Regions from separate parts of the Bombyx mori genome. Here region 1 is linked to region 2. The links are chromatin contacts, called in public Hi-C maps. All regions are on one chromosome and are shown on one strand. The core of a region is the stretch at or near the end of the contact, and the rest is flanking DNA. Distances in the headings are between cores, read along the strand shown.

The links. A called contact is a pair of places that touch in the nucleus more often than the background predicts.
Region 1: a contact with region 2 is called in a Hi-C map of whole pupa, with 2.1 times the contacts expected there. The contact joins two enhancer-like sites. A contact is called at or near these places in 3 of 7 Hi-C or Micro-C datasets (all in whole pupa).

Annotation. Positions count from the first base shown.
Region 1 is chr21:8,549,081-8,555,632 of ASM3026992v2, reverse strand. All of the region lies in intron 1 of LOC101741678 (A disintegrin and metalloproteinase with thrombospondin motifs 7), which reads left to right. Among protein-coding and RNA genes, the nearest start is that of LOC101741678, 21 kb to the left of the region's middle. Within about 2 kb of position 4,387, at least 4 of the 8 cell types and tissues checked have open chromatin away from gene starts, as enhancers often do.
Region 2 is chr21:8,493,197-8,499,648 of ASM3026992v2, reverse strand. All of the region lies in intron 7 of LOC101741678 (A disintegrin and metalloproteinase with thrombospondin motifs 7), which reads left to right. Among protein-coding and RNA genes, the nearest start is that of LOC101737826, 32 kb to the right of the region's middle. Within about 2 kb of position 2,193, at least 5 of the 8 cell types and tissues checked have open chromatin away from gene starts, as enhancers often do.

The sequences.
Region 1 (6,552 bases), core at 3,138-5,637, 54 kb before region 2:
CTTAACCCTGTTCATCTCGGTATGCAATCCAACACCGGGCTTCTTTCTAGCTTCGTACTATACTGACTTAACTCACATATAAAATGTGAGGTAATTTACAATTTATTCGTAGAAAATATATTCTATTTCTTGATAACAGTAGCTGAATAGTTTAATAGTAGTACACCAATAGTCTGCATCGTTCAAGAAGCCTTTTATGAATTAATTTATATCGATTAGATGGATAAGTGATTGCGGGTTGAAGTTTCAATGGTTTTGTATATTGATGGTGCTAATCTGCGCACGGGAGCCTTAGATTGTTTCGCGACAGTAATAAAACAGTCTAGTTTTACTGGTGGTAGAACCTCTTGTGAGTCCGCACGGGTAGGTACCGCCACCCTGCCTATTTCTGCCGTGAAGCAGTAATGCGTTTCGGTTTGAAGGGTGGAGCAGCCGTTGTAACTATACTTGAGACCTTAGAACTTATATCTCAAGGTGTGTGGGCGCATTTACGTTGTAGATGTCTATAGGCTCCAGTAACCACTTAACACCAGTTGGGTTGTGAGCTCGTCTACCCAACTAAGCAATAAAAAAAAACTTAGATACATAACATGCTCCCAAATAATTACGACAGAATATCGATACAGAGTTCCTTAGCAAAATGACTATTTTAAATAATTTTATTAAAATATTTTAAGGACATAATGTGTAAAATACTACATATCGTGCAGGTCAAAGTTCATTTGGAATCCATTTCCGAGAACATAATTTTTATTGCCCGCATATCTTTAGTACCTTTCTTGTCGTAAACTTTATAATTTTTTGCACAGTTTATTGGCCGAGTCGCTTACGGAAGATGTTTATGAAGGCATTTGCTAGTCGTTAACAGCTTAGGATTTTTTTCGTAACCATAATGAATTGTCCGCCTAATTAATACGCGAGTCTTTTATAAATTAATATGTGCTAAAATGCGAACCGATCATGTGCTTCCAAGAATCTGGAGCAATGAAAACTCGATTCTATCAAATATTCTATAATAATAACATAAAGTTTTTAAGAGCTCTAATATATGAATATAACTTATCTCTAATACAGTGTATGTGTTATTTAAATGATATAGAACGAAAAGAAAATTTAAAGTGTTTGATATCTAATTTGCATGAAAACGGTATTGTTGTACAACTATAATAGATGCAAATGGATTGTATAACTTATCATTAAAATACGGAGACTTAATATTGAAGAACTAGTGACATTTTATTTAACAAAGTATTCCTATTTCAAAGCTGACGATTGAAATGGCGATTTTAAGCCGTTGTAGGTTTGAATTTGTTGGTGAAAGATTATAAATAATGCAGGCCGCCCACAGTCTGCTGAGTTCAATGTAAGGTACGTTTCGTTTCACGATTTTCTCTCAACAATCAGAGACAGATTTATGGATCCATTCCTTGGCCCACGCGTTACTTCTCGTTAGAGGGAAAAAGAGGCATCCTATTCGCTTTAAAAGATTATTCCACAGAGATAACATAAACTATAAATCAATACTTGCGGTGCGTCTATAATGACGTATAATCGAACCGATAATTTGACACGTGTTTAGAACTGCGATAATAGCCATATATGACGAAGCGAATGGTTTATTAAAAAACTGTGGCGACTACGTGATTAATAACAAAAGAACGACGCAAAAATTAGATTTATCAATGGTAAAAACGTAGTTCTGACGTATTATTAATTATGATTCTACTGTATTAAATATATAAAAAAAAAAAACTGTACTAATTTATATGTTCATTCAGTCAATTCTTATATATACAGCTAGTTTTTAATATCTACTGCAAAATACTATAATATATTTTTTAAATCGTAGTAGAATTTTCGTTCACCTTTATAAAAAATTAGAGATTCAAAATGAAACTTCTAAAACATTTAAACATACATAATATTCAATAAGTGATATGGTTCCTGAATGCAGTTTATTATTGTCCACCTGCTGATGGTGTTAACTCACTAGTGAATGGGATACAAAATGGTTCACATTTTATCGACAACTACGAAAACTGCGTGACTTACAATTGAACGTGTGCTTCACTAAATGTATGGAGAAATGAAGGTAAATAAAATGTGAATTAAAAGAAACAAATAATGACAGAAATAAACATTCCATCACGAGATGTTCTTGGTCTTAATTAACAACAAAAACAATTGGCAAGACCGATTGCAGAAATACAAAACAACGTTGATAAAAAAATAATGTAAACAGACTGCACTGACTGTAGCGAGGTCAATTTAGTTTAAAAATTAGTAATTAACACTATTAAAGATTTATGTTTTTTGTACTTACTTCAACACTAACACTTCATCTTCTTGCCCTTAAATGAGAAGCGCAGCATGTTCTCTTGTCATGCTGCATAAAATTTGGCATGAGTTTTACAATCAACCAAATATTTTAATCAGAAATTTTTGACATCGCAAAACGAATACATATAATAAAACGAAACAAAAAAATTAACATTATATTTTTTATTAAAATATTCTAAAGCCAGTCCTATAATTATGATAATCGTAGATTGTATCGATAGAACATGTCTCATCACTAGCGGTCGACCTTTCTGTACGCAGCCCGGGTAGTCACCGAACGGGTTGTAAGTCGTCGAACGTTTCTTAAGGGCTCCTACACACTCTACGATTGATTTAAAAAAAGTGATTTTATTTTAGAAATTCGCGTACTCATCAGTGTTCAGTCAATCAAGAGGTTTCAGGTTCGAGTTTAGCCTCGTACCACTGTGTAGATTGGAAGCCTATTCTAGGGAAGTGCCACTTGCTTTAAAAGTTTTTCTTTAAAACAATTACATAATTAATATTTAATTTAAATTACTCTCTGGCAATTGAATTACTGAATATGTTTATGCAAATAAAGCAGTCACGTGGAACTGTTAGGGAGTATAAAGCTGATTTTAATTTAATTTGACACAAATATCGTTATCATATTAATTTTAATTATCGAATACGAACATTGTTTTTTGTTACTGTAGGTAGACGTTGATGTGATGGCTCACAAAACGCCCTCCCACTGGTAATAACGCAACTTAAGATTTATTTTATTACATAATGTAATCATTCACTATGTCAGCCGTTCGCGAACTTGGGCTCGAAACACTTATAACTGACCTTGGATTTACTTGAATAGTTTCGTAGATGCGGATACAACTATTCTTCTATCCTTAGCCCTCCGCCTCACCAGTCCTTCAATCAATGCATGTTGATTTGTTTCATTTACAATCACGTACTACAGATTAATTTGATACACACTTTTTTATAGTATTATGCGCTGCCGTCGAGTCGGGGTCAGTAGAAAGGCTCACACCTAGTTTTGGCGATCGTAAAAACCATCGCAGTGCGGTAAAGCACTCTAGTGCATCACCCAGAGTTTAACTAAAGAGAGACCGGCTGGCGGAGTATCACGTTTTGATTCGGAACGTTTGTTCTGGTTCAACGAGGTATCTCTAAGAACCAGCGGCACCAGCTGAGTAGCCCATCAGGCTACCGATCGTGACGGGTGAAGTCGCGTCGTTTTCTCCAACGACAATCAGGCGTCTTTCAAATGACCACGTATGGTTGTAATGTTGACAGTGATCGACCGTCCTACATGTACCAAATTCTGTCTTCTGCATCGATTTTAAAATTAACTATGATCGTTTTAGTATCGTATTAGGGTATACACATTTTATTATGTTTTTTTTATTGATAAAAAAACTACTTTACAAAGTTATCAACTTTATTTTATTCGCAATGATTTTAAAAGAATATATGATAATAATATACAAATAACAGCTATTTATATGCATAATAATAATAACCGTCATCACGTAGACTATAGATTAGACACTGTATAGCCATCATACTAAGACTATACATAAATAATAAAAATCTTACGTTACGGACGCGTTTTCTCGGTAAGGGTACCTCTCCGCATCGTCCCATAAGGAACTTCGTTCCAAAAAGAACGTAAGAATATGTACTATAGCTTTCAAATCAAATCAAATCAAATCAAAAAAATTTATTCAACATAAATGAAAGTACATACTTGTTGAACGTCAAAAGAACTACCGCCAATTCACAAGAACTAGCCTCCGTCCTGAGAAGAATTGGCAAGAAACTCAGCGGGCATGTCTTTTTTTTTACATATAAAATTATTATTTATTTACTTTTTAATATTATTATTTTTTTAAATATGAATTTTTTACACTGAGTATTATAACGTAACAATTACTACAATATTGAAATGCCTGGAGCGAGCAACTCATTCCCACTTTGTGCAATCTTCTTTCGTAAGCGGATGTAGATTGGTCGGTGTGCTAGCGCCCTTAGACGCGGCACGGCGATGCATGCAAATCGTATGCGGCTGACAATCTAATTAACACTATATCGCGTGCGCCGTGTTGTTTGCTGATACTGCATCCAATTAATTCGTGTAACGAAAAGTAAAACATTTCAGTGAGCCTCGTTTTTGCATTTATTTGCGTAGTTATTTCAACAAGCCGTATTTCAAATTTAGATTCAAGCTCTTCCCCCAGCTTTACTTATTACTTAAGTATATAACTAAATTCCGTAACAAGAAAAAGTCGATTGAATATATCGATTTTTTCTACTCACATTCGATTACATAGTTGTATCACAATTACTATATTTGCACCAACAACGAACTAACAATTAACACATTTATTTTATTTTATTTATTTATAAATTTGCTTCGATGCTTATGCACTTTATGCACTTTGACACATATTAATAAGTAGAAGTAAATGTTAGGTTTGTAAATGTTTTGCTTTTTATTTATTTATTGCATAAATGGGTAGACGAGCTCACAGCCCGCCTGGTGTTAAGCGGTTACCGGAGCCCATAGACATCTACAACGTAAATATCGCCACCCACCTTGAGATATGAGTTCTAAGGTCTCAGTATAGTTACAACGGCTGCCCCTCCCTTCAAACCGAAACGCATTACTGCTTCACGGCAGAAATATACAAGGTGGTGGTACCTACCCGTGCGGACTCACAAGAGGTCCTACCATTATTAATTAATTATTATGCTTATTTAAAAAATCTTCCAACATATTTAATTCATGAAAGTTCATAAGAAACAAATAAGTTCCATGATAGTTCACGGAAAATAAACCTTTAATATTAATCAATCACGTCCTTCGGAACCGTAAGTTACTTGCACATTTACATAACTCGCCATTTACAAACGTGAGAAGCTAGTTTACTGCTAACTTACTAATTGAATAAAATTCCTATATCGGCACGTTAGTTATTCAGACATAATAAATTACATAATTTACGAGAGCGCAGGTTGAACTCATTCGTTTCGTCTAGCATTCAATGTTGTCTGTAATGGGGTACGTCTCATACAAAGTCGGGTGCGAATTTCGGAGTTTTACTTATTTAAAACGCGTATTGGGTAATTCGAAGTCGATCCTCGTACGGGTCAACGGTGCGACCTACATTTATTTTGTTGTCCTATTAACATTCTTTCTGACAAAACCGGTCTACGGGAGTAGGAACTAAATGACGTGTTTTACGCATGTCTAATAGAAATAACATAATTTTAATCAAAGCACGCGCCTCGTGTTTTAATTTAATAGGATTTGTTTTATCGGATGCCGCGTCAGATTCACACGTGGATTGATGATTCGAAAACAGCGTCCAATAAACAAATGCAACTATGATACTGATTTCAATCACGTTACAAGTTAATTAAGTCATTGCGATACCATTATTTCTGTGCACTAAAATATTTTCAAAATAAACCATAAGGAAGAATGGATACGTTTTATTAAATTTCCCCTTTCCTTGCATTGTGACCTGAATAAAGATCTTTATCGGTGCTATCGAATACAATAGAACATTCTACGATATGTGTTCCGATAAGTCTCAACCTACGCGCTACATGCATAAATGCGCACGCGATCCTAAAACGTTATTCTCCGAAATTGACAGACCGCTGTAGAAACAGCGAAATCGCAGCCAATGTCATCAAACGCCTGTTCTACTCAAGTTTCATCCATCCGCCTCTAGTTCGTTTGTGTAGCATTTGAGAAAACCAATTCACATTATAAGCAGACTATTTTACTATATTTAAAAGTCATTCAACTTTGTGTATGTTTGCGATTTAACGAAAAGTGTTAGTCACGTATCTATCACCTTTGCTTTCATGATCGGTTGAAATAGTTTCAAACAATAAGTCTTCCGCCAAGATTAAGAACAACACTGTTTGGTAATATTTGTATTAGGTACGAAATTAGAATGAAATCAGGCTTTAATAATCAAGTATTTTTTTTCTATTAAATGTTTCTTTTAAAGACATTGATTGTCATTGGACTTTGTATTATTATAATTTTTTTTGGTATACTAATATTGCAAAACTCAATTATCATTCATTAACTTGATGTAAAAAACCCAGACCAATCTTTTTAAATATCTCCCAAGCGGATTTCTTCAATTCACGTGGCCTACTGCCCAGATATGATTAAGCTACACCTCCGCTACCAAAACAATGGATATGAATTAT
Region 2 (6,452 bases), core at 944-3,443:
TGGCAAAAATCTTCGACCGTGCAAGGTTGATTGTTTTATGTACATGTTTTTGTATGTATTTGCGGATGGCTAACGGCGTTTCGCACTGATCGACCGGTCACTTCAAACGCGCCGACATTAAGGCCAAGGATGTCAGGTGTGTACAAATTGGGCATTCATTATATTTAACAAAAAGCCTATACGTTTGTAACATTGGATAATAATTACAAGTACAATTTTTATGGTAATGAAAACTTTTTTGTAGCGTTGCACAACATTTATAAATATTCGCGTACCAGATTCAAGAAGATTCTTATTAACAAATCAGTAGGTACTACTAGGTACGTCAAAGCTGTATGATTGTTATCTACTAAACTGATGAAATCTAATATTTTGATTTTACGTTTTTTTTTTCTCTCGAGAAAATATTTTCGGACTTTATTACGGGCTCCTATTTTATATTCTACGTGTTTTTAAAAGAGTTCGGATTAATCATGCACGCTGTCTGCACATTTATAAACAAATTTATTTCAAGGAAATGATCAATAGATTTTAAAGTTATCTATTTCGGTATGTTTCAAGGCGGCGGCGCTAAACTGGAAGCGTAAATGCAGTTAACAAAATATTTTAGTTTCAACAAGATATAACGGACAACTGTTAGCCCGTAGACCTGTTTATAGTGACGATAAGCAGACCGATCAGTTACGTAACTTTCTACACTCCTGCCTATCGATTTAGATTGAGCTATTTATAAAAAAAAAAAAAATCGTGAATCTTTTAATGCCTAAATAGAATTCTTAATTTATTTAAAAAGTGTTTTCTCGATCGTTAATCGATTATTGTATTGTACCTACTGAAAAATCGACGATTTTATTTTTCTCTGGTACCTCTCTTTGTGCTCTCGGAGAAATTGATCAACTGTACGGAGAATTGCGGACGAAGCAAAATTTTGGGACACAATCCAATTTCATTGCGACGTCTTTTGTTAGATATCTATTTCAAAATGCTCAACAACAGCTTTATGTGTACAATCAATTATTTTAAAACCGTGAACGAGAATGATAATGCAATACTTAAATCATTAAATATGTATGATAATTAAAATTATTGAAGGAGAAAAAAAAAACGCCTTCAAAAACAAGGAATTTAACTGGTGAATTGCGGTATACTACCGTCGAGGGTCAGAACCGGTGTGAAATGAATGCAACGAGGAAGCTCGATTCGGTAAACGGTACAAACAAGTGACCGAATGTTCTCGGAAAGCGGCAATCAAAAGACAATGAGTTGTTTTGTAACGGTGTCGGTGACGGACCCGCGGGCGACTCCCATGCATTATGCATCTCCCATAAGATCGGAGTCATCAATATTTAAACACATTCGAATGACTTTTACGGAGAGAAAAAAAACCTGCATAATAATGCCGTTCGTAAGGGTCTCGAAAATATCTCGATTGCCAATTACCTCGATTCGTAATCGATTTTCAATACGTAAACATTGAAGCATTCGGAATCACTAAATGAGCATTCGTAAATTAAATTTAACGTATCTTTTTCGTCAAGTCTATTAGCGGTATTCGCTTACGATATCTCGTAACGACCGGAAATCGGCACCGGTAACTTAATTCAATCAACGACTCTACTAAAATCTGTTAAAGTTCTTAAACGAAGGCTAATTTAAATTATTACCTGTTCACAAATACGTAAACGAGTAATGCGTAATATCATTCTACGTAAAATAAAGGTCCTAGGGTAAATAGAGTATAAATATATATAAAAATGAATTGCTGTTCGTTAGTCTCGCTAAAACTCAAAAACGGCTGGACCGATTTGGCTAATTTTGGTCTTGAATTACTTGTCGAAGTCCAGAGAATGTTTAAAAGGTAGATAAATATAAAAATGTTCGGAATTATATAAAAATAACAATTTTGTTTTTCCTTTGACGTGTCCCCCGTCGGACGGATTCCTTTTGTTTGATTTAAGTTTATTTTATACAAAAGTCTAGGGTTTTTATTTATCGATTGAGGCACTACGAAGTCTGCCAGGTCAGCTAATAGGGCAAAAATATGAACGCAATTTAAAGATAAAAGAAATAACAAAGTTTCATCTAAGAAACCTTGAATTTTGGATTTTCTGAAGAATGCCATATGTTAATATTATATGGTAATGTGTCGGCGACCGACAGCGGACGCCACGCTGTCTCGTGTCTCTGCTACGGTCGTACTCACACGCTTATCGCTCCTGCTATGTGAACGCAAGTATTGCAGAGCAGCGTTTGACACGTAAAAGCATAATAAACATTCGATTACCACAAAACAAATGCGAAATTATAATGCGTGGCTTTCAAGGTGGGTGGCGCATTTACGTTGTGGATCTCTATGGGCTCCAGTAACCACTTAACACCAGGTGGGATGTGAGCTCGTCCACCCATCTAAGCAATAAAAAAAAAGCTTTATTTCGGATATTCAACTCGAATATATTCCTCTCATTTATGATTGCGAAAGATCGTGTATAAAAATTAAACCTTCTTTTCGTACAGTCATTTAGAAGTTCTCATATGATTATGACGCTCGCTTTTAGTAAAACGAAAAGCTCGTAATATATTATCTTTAATTATTATGATGAACATTAACTAGCATAATCTACAAGCATTAGCTATATTAAGTATAAAATAAAGCGAAATCTACAAATAAAAAATTACGATAAAGAATAATAAATTTAATATATGTAACTTTCTCTGTTTATAAATGCCGCCTAGAGTCAGTCATCAAAGCCTCCAGCAGCCGACGCGACTGGGATTTCGCGGTTGTTAACGTTTTTTTTTTCATTTACAACGCTACGTGTGACCAAAGCTTCTAAACAATGCCGTGTTTTATTCCTAAAGCAGCATTTCGAAATAAACAATAGAGTAGAATTTCAGAGCAGCTCCGAGTAAAACGTATTGAAAGGTACATCTTTACATATATTTTTTACTACTGTATACTAAATGATATGAAGAGAATTTCACCGAAACCACCCGCTTTGAGACATGAGGCCAAAGTCTCAATTGACTTTTAAAACGGCTGTCGCATCCTTGGTACAGTAGTAAATGTCCATACAAGTTCAGAATGCTCCTAAACACTAATACCTACATGTATACTAACATGTCACGGATTATTGCATAAAGTTGGATCAAAGCCCAAATTCGAAACATTTTTAACAAATAATATTATATAAGTGCAGCTAGAATTCAAAATATAAAATTAATCGTTCATTTAATATTAATTTTACACATGCAACAGGTCGATGTCTAAAGCGAAAAAAAATCAGTATCGCAATTGTAAACGATCGCTAGATGAATTTAGTAATTCCCGCGTCACATCCGAGAGTGATTCTCCATTAAACTATGAGTGCCGGTGTAGATAAGGCTTTTATTCATCTGGCCGACCTTACTTCTACGAAATCTATAATAAAAATTTAATAAAACCACGTTATAGTGGCGTCTATCGGTTATTGGCACAGTTTCACAGAAAAGACATCAACGGGTTATTTATATTGTCATATTATTTTTTTATAAAAATGCGGCACGTGTCGTATTTTCTCGAACTCAATATATACGTAGGTATCGTTAAATTTTAATCGTACAATCATGACGTGGTCTCGTTTTAATAACAAGGGAATGTTTCCATCGTAAATCAATAATTTAAACCAATACCCTAGCTGTGTTATAAAGGCAAACCTCATGTTCCGAACATCGAGTTTGTTTTTCATATCAGTGTATTGAATTTATTGCATAGAATTTATAGAGATTTTCGTTGGCTTCCGCATGGCTGTGAGTCAGCCACCAACGTATATTATTAGCCGGCTATTCCCGCTCTTGTAGACTTCACAGATTAGTGAAATAGCTTTCGTAACGTATTTATTTGAATTAGTCTACAATTGCGCTGTTTTAGATGCTATTAATGATAGGTGCGTGTAAAAAAGTTTCGCGGTAAGTACCTAAACCAATTAAAGCTTATTACCGATCTGCATATTTTTAACGTTCACAAGACTTACAGCTTTGTACATTGAATTACATCAACAAACTAGAAAATATCATTTCAAGTATTTATAATTGTTTTTTGAGATTTACTACAAGACAAACCGTAAAATGGGGCGATTAGGGACAAATTCCAACTTTATGAGCAATTTTAAGGTAGTTGTTGATGTATATAATGCTATATCAGGATCAAAATGATTGAGTCTTGGGGGCATCTTTGTTGTCTAATTTAAAATTATGCAACTAGCATTCCAGTTTAAGCAAAAAATGCAAAAATAGGTGTAATCCCTATTTACCCGAAAATTGCGGTTAATTGGGACGAAATGAGAAATTTGCTAGGGTTGGCACTACTTTTATTTTTATATATAGTTTTAATTTATTTATTTATTTAGTTGCACCAACAAAGTGATCATCAATAAAAAAAATTGAAAAACTGACAGAAATACATGGCAGACATCACCTCAATTATAGGTGCTCAATAACAATATATATATATATATTTATACATATATAGTGGGCTTTCATAAAAACGGTTTATATTTCTCCGTTCTTGGTAAGTACTTAGGGGCTGATATTTCTATCTGGGTTAAGAGATTAGGTGTGTCGGTTATTCCATGGATTAATCAGATGAATACCCCCACTCTGAACAAATATTAAATATTTTATTATGTAATACTTAGACATTTTTGTCCACCTTGAGATTTCATTGATCTTGTTACATGTCTCTGCAAAATCGACTTACTTATATTAAATTGCTTATCTATTTCAACTAAAGACTTATTCCCAATTTCGCTTCGATAAACCAGATTTTTACCAACAAATTTAAAAAATATTGTTATAACTACATAGACAACCCTACAAACCTGTACCTATTTATACTTAGGTCGTTTCCATTTCACGTATTCTCATCCCAATTGACCCCTTTTTCGTTGTTATTTATACCTAAGACGTCCCCAATATCCCCAAAAACAACAGATTTTTACATGTATTTTTATTTAATCAAATACATTAAAACCAATAACAACTGAGACTTACCTTTAATATATATGCTGGTCCAAACACTAAATAACGTTTATATATCACAGTCGTCTTCTATTATTATCAAATAAATAAAAGAGAGCAAAGTTTCTAGCACTAAAATAATTACCACCACAGGAAGTTAATTTGAAACGCAATTTTTTATAAGTTAGCAGCTATTATCATGCATATTCAGAGTTGTTTTGTGAACTTTAAACATTCTACTATTAAACTACAAAAAAATGGAAGATTTTGCAACGAATATAAAACTTATATTGAGCGTCGAAAGATTTTCCCGGTTTTTTCCCGATTCGCCTTTCAATCCCTAATCGCCCCATTTTACCGGAACTTTGTTTGTTGTCAAAACTACTTTTACGGCTTAATCTCGCGTTTTCATTGTCGTTGACAAGTGACAGTTGTCAGTACTCAAAACGTCAGAAATAAAAAAAATGACAATAAAAAGGCAAGGTCTAGCCATAAAAGTAGTTTTGATCATTTAAACGACTCGCAAAAATTAAAGAGGATATTATGTAGTAAACTTTCTTATTCTGAATATTCTGTATCGATTTTTAAACTGTATGCGCGTCGCACACATCGTTACAAATTATCCCGTCAGTAACGCGTGACGCAGCCATTAATATTTATCGACTGACTGACAGTTTAACATGCACGATCACTACCGTTTTTATCGATATTGATGATTGATTAAAATAAATCTAATATTACACTCGTATACTGCGATTTACATATCTGTTCGCCCGCTTAAAGTTGTGTAAACATGATGTGCGAATACACGCTAGGGTTTGTTTGATCTCTATGTTTTCCGACGCGAGTTTTTATTAAAAACAAAGTAATGTAAATAGCTGAAAACGAAAAACGTAATAAGTCCGAAATAAAAAAAAATCGATATTTGTATCGTTTTCAATCAGTAAAATTGTAAATAAATTCATTCAGCATTATATTAACATCGTCACACGAGACAGCGTAATCGTTAGGTCCTTTAACGGATCCGACATTACCGAAAAAATATTTACACGAAACGATAAGTAGTTGCTCAAGACCATTTCTTATGTAATGTTTGTAATGTAATATTTGTAAACGTTTGTACGTAAGTGACATGCGAAAACGAAACTATCTCCACTTCGTGTCACCAAAGATAGACAGTGATTATGATTATCAACAAAATGTTCATTTCCGGAATGTCATATTCAACGTATATTTGCACGAAAAAAATAATAATATTAAAAAATGTTCACATGCAGTCTGAATAAAATTTATTTTAATATTATTTTTATTGCCTTTGTAGGCAGACGAGCATACGGCCCACCTGATGGTAAGTGGTTACCGTCGCTCATGGAAATCAGCAATGCTAGGTGCAGGGCCAAGCCGCTGCCTACCATTAAGTACTCTCCGCAAGCCACGTTTGAAGAAAGACATGTCAT